Linked DNA regions of Mus musculus: region 1 is linked to region 2. A link is a contact called in public Hi-C data. All regions are on one chromosome and are shown on one strand. Each heading gives the region's core, a stretch centred on a gene start, on an enhancer-like site or on the middle of the called end of the contact. The rest is flanking DNA. Distances are from core to core; before and after follow the strand shown. Region 1 overlaps Plekhd1 (pleckstrin homology domain containing, family D (with coiled-coil domains) member 1). Region 2 has its middle 9.2 kb from the start of 2310015A10Rik.

The links. Hi-C and Micro-C count contacts between places; a contact is called where the count stands out from the background.
Region 1: a contact with region 2 is called in a Hi-C map of the Ba/F3 cell line, with 4 times the contacts expected there. The contact joins two enhancer-like sites. A contact is called at or near these places in 4 of 15 datasets of contacts at CTCF or cohesin (the NIH/3T3 cell line, embryonic stem cells, large pre-B cells and 1 more), 58 of 484 Hi-C or Micro-C datasets (the 3T3-L1 cell line, B cells, the Ba/F3 cell line and 32 more), 6 of 115 datasets of contacts at active chromatin or transcription factors (astrocytes, embryonic stem cells, fibro-adipogenic progenitors and 2 more) and 3 of 9 other capture datasets (adipose tissue, liver and pancreatic islet).

Annotation. Positions count from the first base shown.
Region 1 is chr12:80,713,431-80,719,347 of GRCm38.p6, reverse strand. It overlaps Plekhd1 (pleckstrin homology domain containing, family D (with coiled-coil domains) member 1), which reads right to left. Exons shown (of 13, transcript NM_001177503.1): 7 at 2,033-2,127; 8 at 342-435. It overlaps Gm51986 (a long non-coding RNA gene), which reads left to right. Exons shown (of 3, transcript XR_003950208.1): 1 at 1-243; 2 at 2,903-3,021; 3 at 4,734-5,108. Among named protein-coding and RNA genes, the nearest start is that of Gm51986, 3.0 kb to the left of the region's middle. Within about 2 kb of position 3,862, at least 11 of the 459 cell types and tissues checked have an H3K27ac peak or open chromatin away from gene starts, as enhancers often do. A contact at or near this core is called in the Ba/F3 cell line, where this site is marked.
Region 2 is chr12:80,139,213-80,144,810 of GRCm38.p6, reverse strand. No RefSeq gene overlaps it. Among named protein-coding and RNA genes, the nearest start is that of 2310015A10Rik, 9.2 kb to the right of the region's middle. Within about 2 kb of position 3,155, at least 24 of the 459 cell types and tissues checked have an H3K27ac peak or open chromatin away from gene starts, as enhancers often do. A contact at or near this core is called in the Ba/F3 cell line, where this site is marked.

The DNA of each region.
Region 1 (5,917 bases), core at 2,613-5,112, 570 kb before region 2:
TTCATGCTCAATTTCACCCAAGAGCAGCTAAGTTAGGAACCACAAAAGGATGTGGTGGGTGACACTAATCGATCCTGCCTCTGATATAAAAATACCAGCACTACGGAAAGCCTGTTTCCTGTGGCCATGGTCAACACAAGGGCAAGCTAGAATTTCTGTTCTGGGTCTGGGAAGAACCAGTCTATGCTTTGGGTCTCAGGTGCCCACTAGCGTTCCCAGCCAAGCAGAGAGACGGTCCTTTGGGTAAGCTCGCTTCATGCTCATTCTCCTGTTGGTACCTTCCCTGGGACTACACGAGAACCCAGTGTTAAACAGCCCAGCCAGCTAGCTGGCCTCCTTACCTCCAGCGTATGCTGTAAGGACTCTGTGAGGTGTCTCAGCTCCTTCTTCTCTTGTTCCACGCCCTTGAGGCATCTTGCAGTGAGTTCTAGCTCCCTGTGGGGACAGAGAGCTGGATTGGCAGTGGGCACGCTTCCCAACCTCTGCATCCAGACACGTTTCTGCCGTACGTGATGGGGCTCAGTAGGACTCTTGGATGGTCAGTGCTCTGCAACACTGGGTACTGAAAACAGCCGCAGGGTCGGGGCTGCAAGGGTGCCTCAGCCAAGTGAGGAGGATTCACTTACGAGATAGTGAGGTCCTGAAGCTTACTCAGTGTCTAACGAATGTCTGGCTTTTTATTTAAGTAGCTTCTCTTATTTGTATGCTAAGTTTAAAAATTAGGAAAAAAAAAAAAAAAAAAAAACAACCAGTCTCTCTGTATTCCATCCTCTTCCCCAATCCATATCTAAATGATTCCCTTTAGTAAGGTCTTCACTGGTAAGTTTCTCTGAGCTATCACTGATGGTCCATGGTGTTGGAGGAGATGATGATGATGGAGGTGGTGAGTGTGATGATGAGGATATGACACTGAGCACCGTCAACCTCAGCAATAGTTTCCGAATTCTGTATAGACTACACCTGAGTCACCTGGGTTGGGGATATATAAATGCCCTACCTCCATGAGATTATAATTCAATTAATGCTTATAATGGGCAACTAGATCTGTCCATAATACATCAGACTGAAGATCCTAATGTGTCATTAACTAAAATGTGAAAGGACTCCAGGAGAGATGACGAGTGTTGGGAATTTTGCAGGCAGCAGTGCTAGATCAGGGCAGCTTGTTGCCAGTAACCTGGGTAAAGGACTTTCACAAAGACCAGAGGGGCTTGCTCCATGGAAGAGGCTGGCCCATGTCTCACAATCTTGCTCACACCATTGCCAGAGACCATTATCACTGAGCAGAAATGACCCACTGGTGAGGCCCAATATTCTTCTGGGTATACTCAAGGCCCGGAGCATTGGGAAGAGCAGGCCATAAGTGGTTTCCTGGTAAAAGCCTATCTGTATGAACATCAGTCTGCCAAGGTCGGGGCCGGGACATTCTCTCTGTTTCCCCTCCCAGAACCAGGGCACCCCCACACCCTGTTGCCCCTCCCAGGGCCAGGACATCTCTCTGTTGCTCAGCTCAGAACCAGGGTATTTCCCCACTCCATTGCCTCTCCCAGGGCCAGGGCATCCCCCTATTATTCCTCCCAGGACCAGTGCACCCCAACACCCCTTCCAGGACCAGGACACCCCCCATTGCTCCTCCCAGAACCAGGGTATTTCCCCACTCCATTGCCTCTCCCAGGGCCAGGGCATCCCCCTATTATTCCTCCCAGGACCAGTGCACCCCAACACCCCTCCCAGGACCAGGACACCCCCCCATTGCTCCTCCCAGAACCAGGGTATTTCCCCACTTAGTTGCCTCTCCCAGGGCCAGGGCATCCCCCATATTGTCCCTCCCAGGACCAGGGCCTCCCCCCATTGCCCCTCCCAGGGCCAGGACATCCCCCCATTGCCCCTCTCAGGGCCAGGGCATCCTCCCATTACCCCTCCCAGGGCCAGGGTATCCCCCCATTACTCCTCCCAGGACCAGAGCATCCCCCCATTGCCCCTCTCAGGGCCAGGGCATCCCCCCATTACCCCTCCCAGGATCTTTCATCACCTTTTGATCTGCTCCTGCTCCACTCTCAGCTCTTGCACCACCTCCTCAAACTGCTGTTTCTCGGCCTCCAGCACTTGGTTCAGGCGCTCAAGCTCCTGAAGAGAAAGGGAAAAGAGGAAAGTCACAGCAGGCACAGAGCCCTAGGCTCCCTTCACTAGTCCAGGGCATCCTCAGTCTGGATTTGGCTCAGTCTGGGGCATAAAGCCAAACTATGAGAACTGAAGAGTCCAGGCTCCACTCGGTGGCATGTGGCCTCAACTAGCCCAAGAATGTGATGGACCTGGCCCATGAAAACCATTAGCCAGAGGGAGAACAGGGTTAGACACGATCCCAATAAGGGTCCTCTGGCAGGGATGACCAATTCTGGATGTTGTTCTTCTGGGCAACTCTAGGGACTAACACCTAAAGGTGAGGTGGTTATGCCTCAAGAATGGAACACAGACAGGCAGACAGATGCTGATAACAAAAACGTGGAGTCTATATTTCCAGGACACTGAGTGGCATCAGGTAAACTGTCTAAGACAAGCTATTTCCAACCCAAGAGTCAGAGTTAAGGTATTCTTTATCTCAAGGCTGATGCGAGTCAGGTCTACAGCTTCCCTCTCCTCAGTGGGAGTGGAAATGTCACGTGGCCCAGGACAGGTCCCAAGGGGCCAAACCAGTCCCTTTAGGGAAGCCAGGCCACCTGCATGTTCCCCCACAGCAGGTTGGAGCCTCTGGGCTAGGGGTCCTATTTTCCCTGGGTCAGTAGAAGTGGGATTAGGGATCAGCTTCCTGAAGTTTGGCTCAGTGTTTTTATGTCAACTACTTTGTTTCTGTGCATTTTATGTTGTGGTAACATTGTTTTTGCGTCTGCTTTTCACTTTCCAGTTCCTGGTGACTCCCTAATCACCTGGGGGCTTTGTTCTCAAGCATAATGGAGTCCTTGCACGGGGAGTGGCCCTGCCTATGGACAGTGGTTGCCGCTGGCTTTGAAGAGATACAAAGAGGTATAAATTATAGAGAGAAGAGTCTGGTTTCAATTCCCACTCCTAGGTTTCCTACCCAAAAAAGTTACTTCTCATCTAATCAGTGAAGATTAGATCAGTAACGGCACAAACTGCTTCTGTTTGTTAAAGGTGCTCAGAGCCTCTGCTGCTCCCTGGAGTTCTGATGCGCCTGAGCACATGCGCGGCTACAGTACACTAAATATAGGAGGCTGAGCTCATGACAGTGGCTGAAGCTGATAGAAAATGAGCAGATATCTTTTGAAAAGACAATGTGTGACGGGCTCTGGTCCCTTATCCCTGGCATAGGTATGGGTCCCTGGGTCTCCAGGAATGAGGACACATGAGCCAGAGCTCCAGCCAGCCGAAGAGCAGTGTGGGAAAACACATTTGTGCTGTTAAAAGCCATGGGCATGTGGGGGCTTTGGGTTACTGCAAAAGCCATGACCTAGCCTATATCATCTATATTTGATGTGTCTTATATAGACAGAATATAAATAAGATCAAATTTGTATTCTTGCACACACACCCCTCTTTACAACTGAAGAAGAACAACAACAACAACAAAAACAGGAATATGAAGCTCTGCTTTAATACGCATGGTGCTGACAGCCTCTCTGGCCCCAGAGTCAACAAACTTGAGAGGATCTCCTCTGGCAGTGTTTGTCTGCTATCAGTTTGTCAGTAAGAGCTGTTGAAAGGCCCATAAAGCTTACTAGCCACAAGGACCCGAGCCCCAGGATGGCTTTCACAGGTCCCATGCTCACCCAGGACTCCTCGGAGGACTCCACCCACAGCCCTGCTTCACCTCCCTGCAAAGCTCCCCAGCACTGCAGCTCGCAGCCCAGCCGCTCCCCGCTCACTTCCCTTGCCCTGGAATAACCACACTGGAATAGCTTTGGTTGAACTGTCAGTCAGTGTCTGAAACTCAGGCCTTCCCTCCCTGCAACTCAAGCACCAGTAGATGCTAGGCTGTGCCTCCAAAAACCCAAAAGAGAAAGTAACCCCCGGGCGTGGTGGCACACGCCTTTAATCCCATCACTTGGGAGGCAGAGGCAGGTGGATTTCTGAGTTTGAGGCCAGCCTGGTCTACAGAGTGAGTTCCAGGACAGCCAGGGCTACACAGAGAAACCCTGTCTGGGGGTGGGGAGGGGGAAGTAACCTTGAACACAGCAGGTCAATTAAAAAGAGCCCAGCCATTTGACATCTTCTCCACTCGGTGGTCCTAAACATATGTGATAAGATGTTTCTACTTGTGTCAATGAGTAGCTGTGCCCAAGGAAGCATTTGCTGCTGCCTCAAAGGGGCCAGGAGACTGGGTGTGACGAACCAGAGCCCTCCAGGGCCAAAGCAACTCTAAAGGAAGTTCAGTCTCCACCGGATGCTTAAATCCCCTAATGGTTTTCTGCGAGCAGGTGACCAAGCTCAGCTTAAGTGACTCTCAGGGTAGAAAAGTCAGAAAGTCTGTTTCCGCTTTGAAAAACCAACAAAAAGCACCCCGCCCCCTCCACACCCACCCCAGCACCAGCTCTGGGTCTCAGTCTCTGAGAGACACAGACACAGGAGCATTGGCGAGTGATGGAGAGATTTTGTGGGACTCTTCACACACAGATCTGACCATTCATGCAATAAGTCTCTGCTCCTATCCCGGTGCCTCAGGTCACCTCTGAGGGATCCCTCTCTTCACTCCTGATCTTTATCACGCTTTCTTCCAGGGTCTAAGTCTCTGAGACCTGTGGATCCCAGACCACATAATAAGAGCTAGCAGGTGGCGCCGAGGCAAGCAGAAGACTGGCGGGGCCAAGGCCAGCGGGCAGCACCTGGACATTCCAGGCTATTCTTCGTGTTCTTGGAGAAGCAAGCAACCCATGTGGCCCACCAGTTCTATTTCAGGCCAAATCTGCCTCCCTGCCAACTTCCCTCACCAAATCCAACTTCTCCCTGGGCCATCAAACAAGGCTAATTTCTTTCCCTTCAAGTATTTAAGTGAAATTAAAAAAAAAAAAAGTCTCTTCCCAAGTTTCTTGTCCTCTAAGCTAAACACAACTTGCTTGCCATGCTTCACAGGTCATGATTTCTTGTCCTCAATAAAACTAATTATACTCATAAAAGGAATGCAGCAGAGAGGGGAAGACTTAGCACAGAGAGGATTCTTTGCAAGCCATTTACAGGCTCAATGCAATTCCAGGAAATGGCCCGGTGAGAGGTTTTTTTTTTTCTTATAGTTCTATTCATTCACGCTACATCTATTTACCAAGTGCATAGTATGTTCCAAGCACCTGCTGGGCTCTGCATGGAGGATCTGGAGCTGTTCTCACAGAGCCTATGGTCTATAGTGTAGCTACTAAAAAAAAAACCCAGACCAGGCTTTTACATCAAATGCAGGAATCAAGTATCGTAAAACCATCAGGTATTATCAGAGAGCAGTACAGAACAAGAGACATGTCCTGCAGGACAGGGACCCAGTTCCGGGTCAAGCTGTCCTGGGTGGGGGGTCAAATTCTCCTGGGTGGAAGTAGAGAACTCTGCGGAGGTGGGAAGGGTGGCAATCAGTTGGCTACTGAGCTGGGAGACAAAGGAAGACAGGTACATGGATTGGAGATTTATTTCGGTGGCTTGCCTTGTAAGTACAAGGCCCCGGGTTAAGTTCTCAGCACCGAAAACCAGCAAGCAACCAAAAATAAATAAATGGAAGAAAGAGGAAAGAACACTGCAGGTGGAAGGAGCAGTACCTACAAAGCCCCCGTGGAAACCTGTCGCCTGGAAGAACCAAGGCATGCTCGTAGGACATAGGAGAGCAACCATGACAGGTAAGAGGCTGGGGTCAGAGAAGCAGAAAGGCTGAGAAAGGAGGCACCATCCCCCACGGAAGGCCTCTGGCTTAGGTGAGGATCTTGTG
Region 2 (5,598 bases), core at 1,906-4,405:
AATCCTGTTGTGCTTAAAAGATTATGTGTGTGTGTGTGTGTGTGTGTGTGTGTGTGTGTGTGTATAATGAATTCCAGCACTCTTTAGTCAGAGACAGGCAAATCTTTGGGTTCAAGGCCAGCCTGATCTGATCCACACAGTGAGGTTCCAGGTAAGCAAAAACTACACAGTGCGTCCTTGTCTCAAGCAAACAACAACAAAACCCACAGAAAGATCCATTAGTTAGCTGGGTAGTGGTGGCACAAACTTTTAAGCCTAGTACTTGGGAGGCAGAGGTAAGCAGATCTCTGTGAGTTCAAGGCCAGCTCTAGTGTACAGATTGAGTTCCAGGACAGTTAGAGCTACACAGATACACCCTGGTTGGAAAATCCAAGCAGGGGAGAAGATAGTTATAGTTTTAAATTTGCTGAGGCTTAATTTAGGTGTGGCCTAGTTGGAGCCTAAGAAGGCATGCAGCAAGAAGAGAGTGACAGCTGACTATGGGTCTAGATGTTGTAAAGACTGGTGCCTCCTTCCATACAGGGCTGGTGTGAATCGTCTGGTGTGAAGAAGTGGCTGGTGTAAAGTGTCGATGGGACAGTACAGGCAAAATAAAGAAAGCTTCTCATTGACCCAATAATCATAAGGACAGGGTCCACGTTCCTGCCTCTTTCAGTACGACAGTAACTATGGGGACAGGTGACAAGAGGCAGATGTCCCCTCTGACCGGAGAGAGTCTCTCTTGTAGAGTCTTGGCAGCAGAAGCAGGTGCCCGGAAAACGACACGAATTTGAGATTGCGGCTGAGTTGAAACCCAAGGTGTGCGCATTTGTCTCTGCTCCAAAGAGAGTTTCCCTTTCATTTGGGGAAGTAGTAATGCTGTATAGATGAAGTAGGTGACTCTCGTTGACACCATCTCATTGACACCGTCATTATTATCAGGAGAGAGCCAAGGTACAAAGGCTGGGGCTGTGCTGAATAGCTACAAGTGCCTTGTTGTCAGAATGATCTAATGAGGTATTTTTCACTCACTCGGTGACAATTCCATATGTGTAAACAATACATCTTGACCATAACCACCCCACTCCCTGCCCTCAGTCTCCCCGGAACATCCCCGGCAGATCCTCTCCCTGCTTCATGACCACTTGTGGGTTATTTCCCCCCCATCGAGTACAATTTGAATATGTCCTAAATTGTACACCTGTGTACGCACGTGTGTGTTCATTGTTGTATGCGCTTATCGTGTTGTGTGTGTGAGTGTGTGTGAGTTCATGTGTGTGTGAGTGTATGCGTGTCTATGTGTGTGTATGTGTGTGTGTGCGTGGTGTGTGAGTGTGCGTTTGTGATACAGATGTCCCATTTAGGGCTGAGTACTAAACAGTCGCTTAGCCTTAGCACTTTGACCATTAATGAGTCTGTCCCAACTGCTGAGCACTGCTGAAAGAAGACTTTCTGGCCGAGGTTGAGGGCAGCACTAGTCTCTCTATATAAAAACAAATATTTAGAGGGCAATTTGGTATATGCTTAGCAAGGCAATTAATAAAAGATTCTCTTTTTTGGGGGGGCCTATGGCATTCTAAGCTATGAGCTTTTGACCAGATTTGCAACACCAGGCACAGAATTCCCATCAGTAGGGCAGGCCTCAAATCCAACTCAAAAGCAGTTGGCTACCCCCAAAGCTTTCATGCCAATATCTCACCAGTGGGCACATCTTGCCTGGAAGGTTGGTATTGTGGCATTCAGAGTTCACTCTCGGTAATAACATTGATGGCCTCTTTACTTCTGCTAGTGTTTGTTTTCATGAAACGAGGGCCCCAGTGCTGGTCATTCTCTTTATTGATGGGCAGTGGCCTTCTGTATCCGTGGACTAATATGGTCTGCTGTGCACTCTGTCAGGCCACAGAATGGCTCTGCCAGCATTTTAAAAAACCTTCCATTTACTATGTAAATTTACTTCTATCCTTTTGCTCTGTTTCTTCTGCCAGTGAGGTGTTTTTCTTGGTGAGAACAGAGAACCGTGTATTGAAACCTCTGAGGTAGTCTGCATTTTATTTACTTAATGCATGTGAGTTGCTCCCTTCAGACACACCAAAAGAAGGCATTGGATCCCATTACAGATGGTTGTGAGCCATCATGTGGTTGCTGAGACTTGAACTCAGGACCTCTGGAAGAGCAAGCAATTAGTGCTCTTATCCGCTGAGCCACCTCTCCAGCCCCTAGTTTGCATCTTTTAACTGGCAAATTAAGATATTTACATTTAGGTTTATCATGGACAAGGGCTTGCTAATTGCTCGAATCCTGTCGACTGTGTTCTGGTTGGCTGGACTGCTGGTTAGTCTCCTTCTCTCCTATTCGTAGTAGGAGACTGGCGTTTTGCAGTGTTGGGCATGACGGGTTGTTTCACAGTTCCGTGCTCACTTGTCTCTCTCCTGGAATGGATTCTTGTGCTCTCGTAATCAAGATCGTCTTTATCCCTGCTCTGTCTTCAAGGTTCCTTGGCGAATTTTCTGCAATGCTGTCTTCATGCTTGTGACTCACTTCCGTTTGTGTTTGTCTTGAAACGGTCTGATTTCTCTGTCAGTTTTAAACATAACTTTTCTAGAAACAGCAATCTTGGTTGATGGTTATTTCCTCTGATATCTTGAAATATACCATTTCACCCTTTCCTGGCTGAGGATTTCTGTAGGAAACTCTTAATGTTACTTTTTTATTAGTTCTTTGAGAATTGAGTACATACATACATACATACATACATACATACATACATGTATTTTTTGTGTTTTTTACAATGATCACTCTCTCTCCATCCCCCTAACTCCTCCAAGATCCACATTCCAGTCTCTATACTCTCCCAACTTAAAAAATATAACCACCCCCCAAGTCCAGCCTATGCTGTTTAGATATTAAAGGGTGTGAACATAGCTAGAGATGCCGTCTGCAGTTCTCGGCTGTCCTACCTCGCCTGTGATGGCTGATGTTCTGCTCGTTAGATCTCTGAGTGGAGTATACTCATTGCTTTCTTGACTCACCCCATCCATCACACGCAGGCAGAGCCCTCTAACCCACCAGGCAGAGCCTCTAACCCACCACCTTACCCGAAATGTGAATAGGGAAACTCTGGTCAGCCTGTGTGGAAAGTGACCACCAGAGGGCACACGCCACCTCCCAGGGTCCCTGCCAGCCCCAAAGGCTTCATCTTGCCTTAAAGTTTCCTCTGCAGAATTGCCTTGCCTCAAGCATCAACTGGCCTCTGTGGCGTTTTCCAGAAAGGATGCTAGGCACCAGAAAGTCTTCATTCGAGAACAGAAACTTAATGAGCCTGCTCAGTTGGTCCCAGGACAGGGTGAGCACAGTATTTGTCGTCGGTGGCTTCCCTGGACCCAGTTTAGGATTGTGAGCTGTCCCTCCGTCCCTTTTGAGGTTTTCTCCATAATAGGCAGCTGAAGCCGAACATCAATGCATAGGAGAGGGTATCACCTGTCAATCAGACTTCTGGGCACCTCATACTTCTGCTTCCCTTCAAACTCTTTGTTAGCCTACTGCATGATACAATATGTCCCGACAGCTCACTACTGGAGAGAATGTGCCAGACCACACCCGGGCCAAGGATGTCGTGGTCATGACACGTCACTCAAAGCATGAGGGGTAGGAGACCAGAATACGCCACCCTAGATAGATTCCTCTGGCATGTCTTGAGAGACTGCAGGCACAGGAGTGGCTCTGAGAACCTGCTCTTTCGTAAGAGAAATTGGTGGCCATCAAGGAAGAACATTGGCAGTTACCCTAGATGGAGCTCGACAGACTGTTATGATCAGAGAGACTTTCTTTTTAACAAGACAAGGGCTGCTCGCGCTGCAGCTCTGCCTCTGCCTTGCAGGGTGGGTGGCTGTCTCCCGCACGCCCTGAAGGCTGATTTTCTTCTGGAGCTCAGGTCACCATGTAAACTCAATGTCATGTGATGTTCGAGTCTCATATTTTGTGCGACCACGTGCAAATATTTGGTGGAATATGACTTCTCTTAATCTGTCTCCTGTTACTTTAATGCGTCGCCTAGCTAAAGACTGTAGAACTATCGGTAGCAGACATTTTCACCACATCAACCTTTGTCTGAGAGCTGAACAGAACTTGGAACTTGTGCTTCAGAGACCAACTGGCCAGTCAGTATGGGCGGGCCCCTTGCTTGCCTCAGTTTCTCCCACAGAGTTGCCTGGGTCTGGATGCAGGGTGCAGGGGTTTCTCTGTGTGCCTTTCACAGCCTACAGAGACCTGGTGGCTCTCCCTGATCTTAACTATGACCTCTGGGCAAGCCATTTCTATACTATCTTGAATCCTCTCTCTTAGGTAAGCGGGGCTGGAGCACTGACCACCTCTCACCAGGACCCAGTCCCCACCTCTGCCTTCATCAGGGTCAATGGCTCTGTCCTTCTTCTTTTCCCACCTGCTAGGGGTCAGCAGGTCAATCTCAGGGTCCTCTTAAGCAATGGATCTCTCAAAAACCTGCCAATGATTGATTGACCCAGTCAGTCACTGAGTGTTTGTGGTACGACTGTACAGGGTCCTGGGGCCTCCAGAGTCTGGTTTCTTATCAGACCTCTACGGCTTCTCTTCTGGATAAGCCTGGATCCCAAAGACCCACCTAATTTCTCAGAAGCCGTGTTACATCTCTCCAAAAGGCCATTTGACCAAGTAGCCATTTAGCCACCTGCCACGTGTCTGCCATTTCACTCTGCTTCTACTTGTTCACGAGGCGTATCATTATCCATGTGACATCATTGCTTGCCCATTCACTGGTGCAGTCCTTGATGTAACCATCTATTCACCGACCCACTCTTCTGTACACCGATGCACTCATCCAGTGACTGGTCCACTCACCCACTCACGGATGCAACTATCCGATAATGACCCACTCACTGTCCTACTCCGCCAACCACTCATCTACTTGGGTTCTAGAGGGAAGTTCATATAACCCCTCTCTCCCCCACACAGTGTCTCCATTGCTGATCCTGATGTTGGGCACAGTGAACAGAGAAGCTCTAAGTGGAGATCAAAGACAAAACTGTAACGAGTCAGAGGCACCAAATGCGCATCCTGACTGACCACACGGCCACGGGTTCATTTCTCAAATTTCCCTGGGCCTCATTTCAGAGTGAATTTAAAGACTAGCTTCAGAATGAGTGTACGAGAAGAGTCTTTGCTGGAAGCCAGAGAATGAAGCTGAGGTTCACGGGTTCTCAGAGATGTCCTGGCTTTACTGGACCTACCTGTTACCCTGCCTGACCCTTGGTGTCCCTGGGATAGGCAGGGGCTCATCATGGCTAAACAACAAGGCTGTATTCCCCAAGTAGGTGGCCCCGCCCCACCCCTGAAATGGAAGATGGTAATCACTCACCTTCCCACGCACCCCATTTCCCCTGCCTGATTCTCTGAAGGGCACCTGGGGTTTCTTCAGGTCAGTCAAGTTATCTGGGGCAAGATCTGGCTTGCCCCCTCAATTCTCTGTTATGGCAGTCCCCGGGGCAGTTGCACAAGGTGTGAAGAGAAGAGGCTCGAAGGGTTCGCTTCAGTTCAGGCGGAGGCCCATGGGCCACCAGGACCTAGAATCCCCATCCAGTTCTCTTC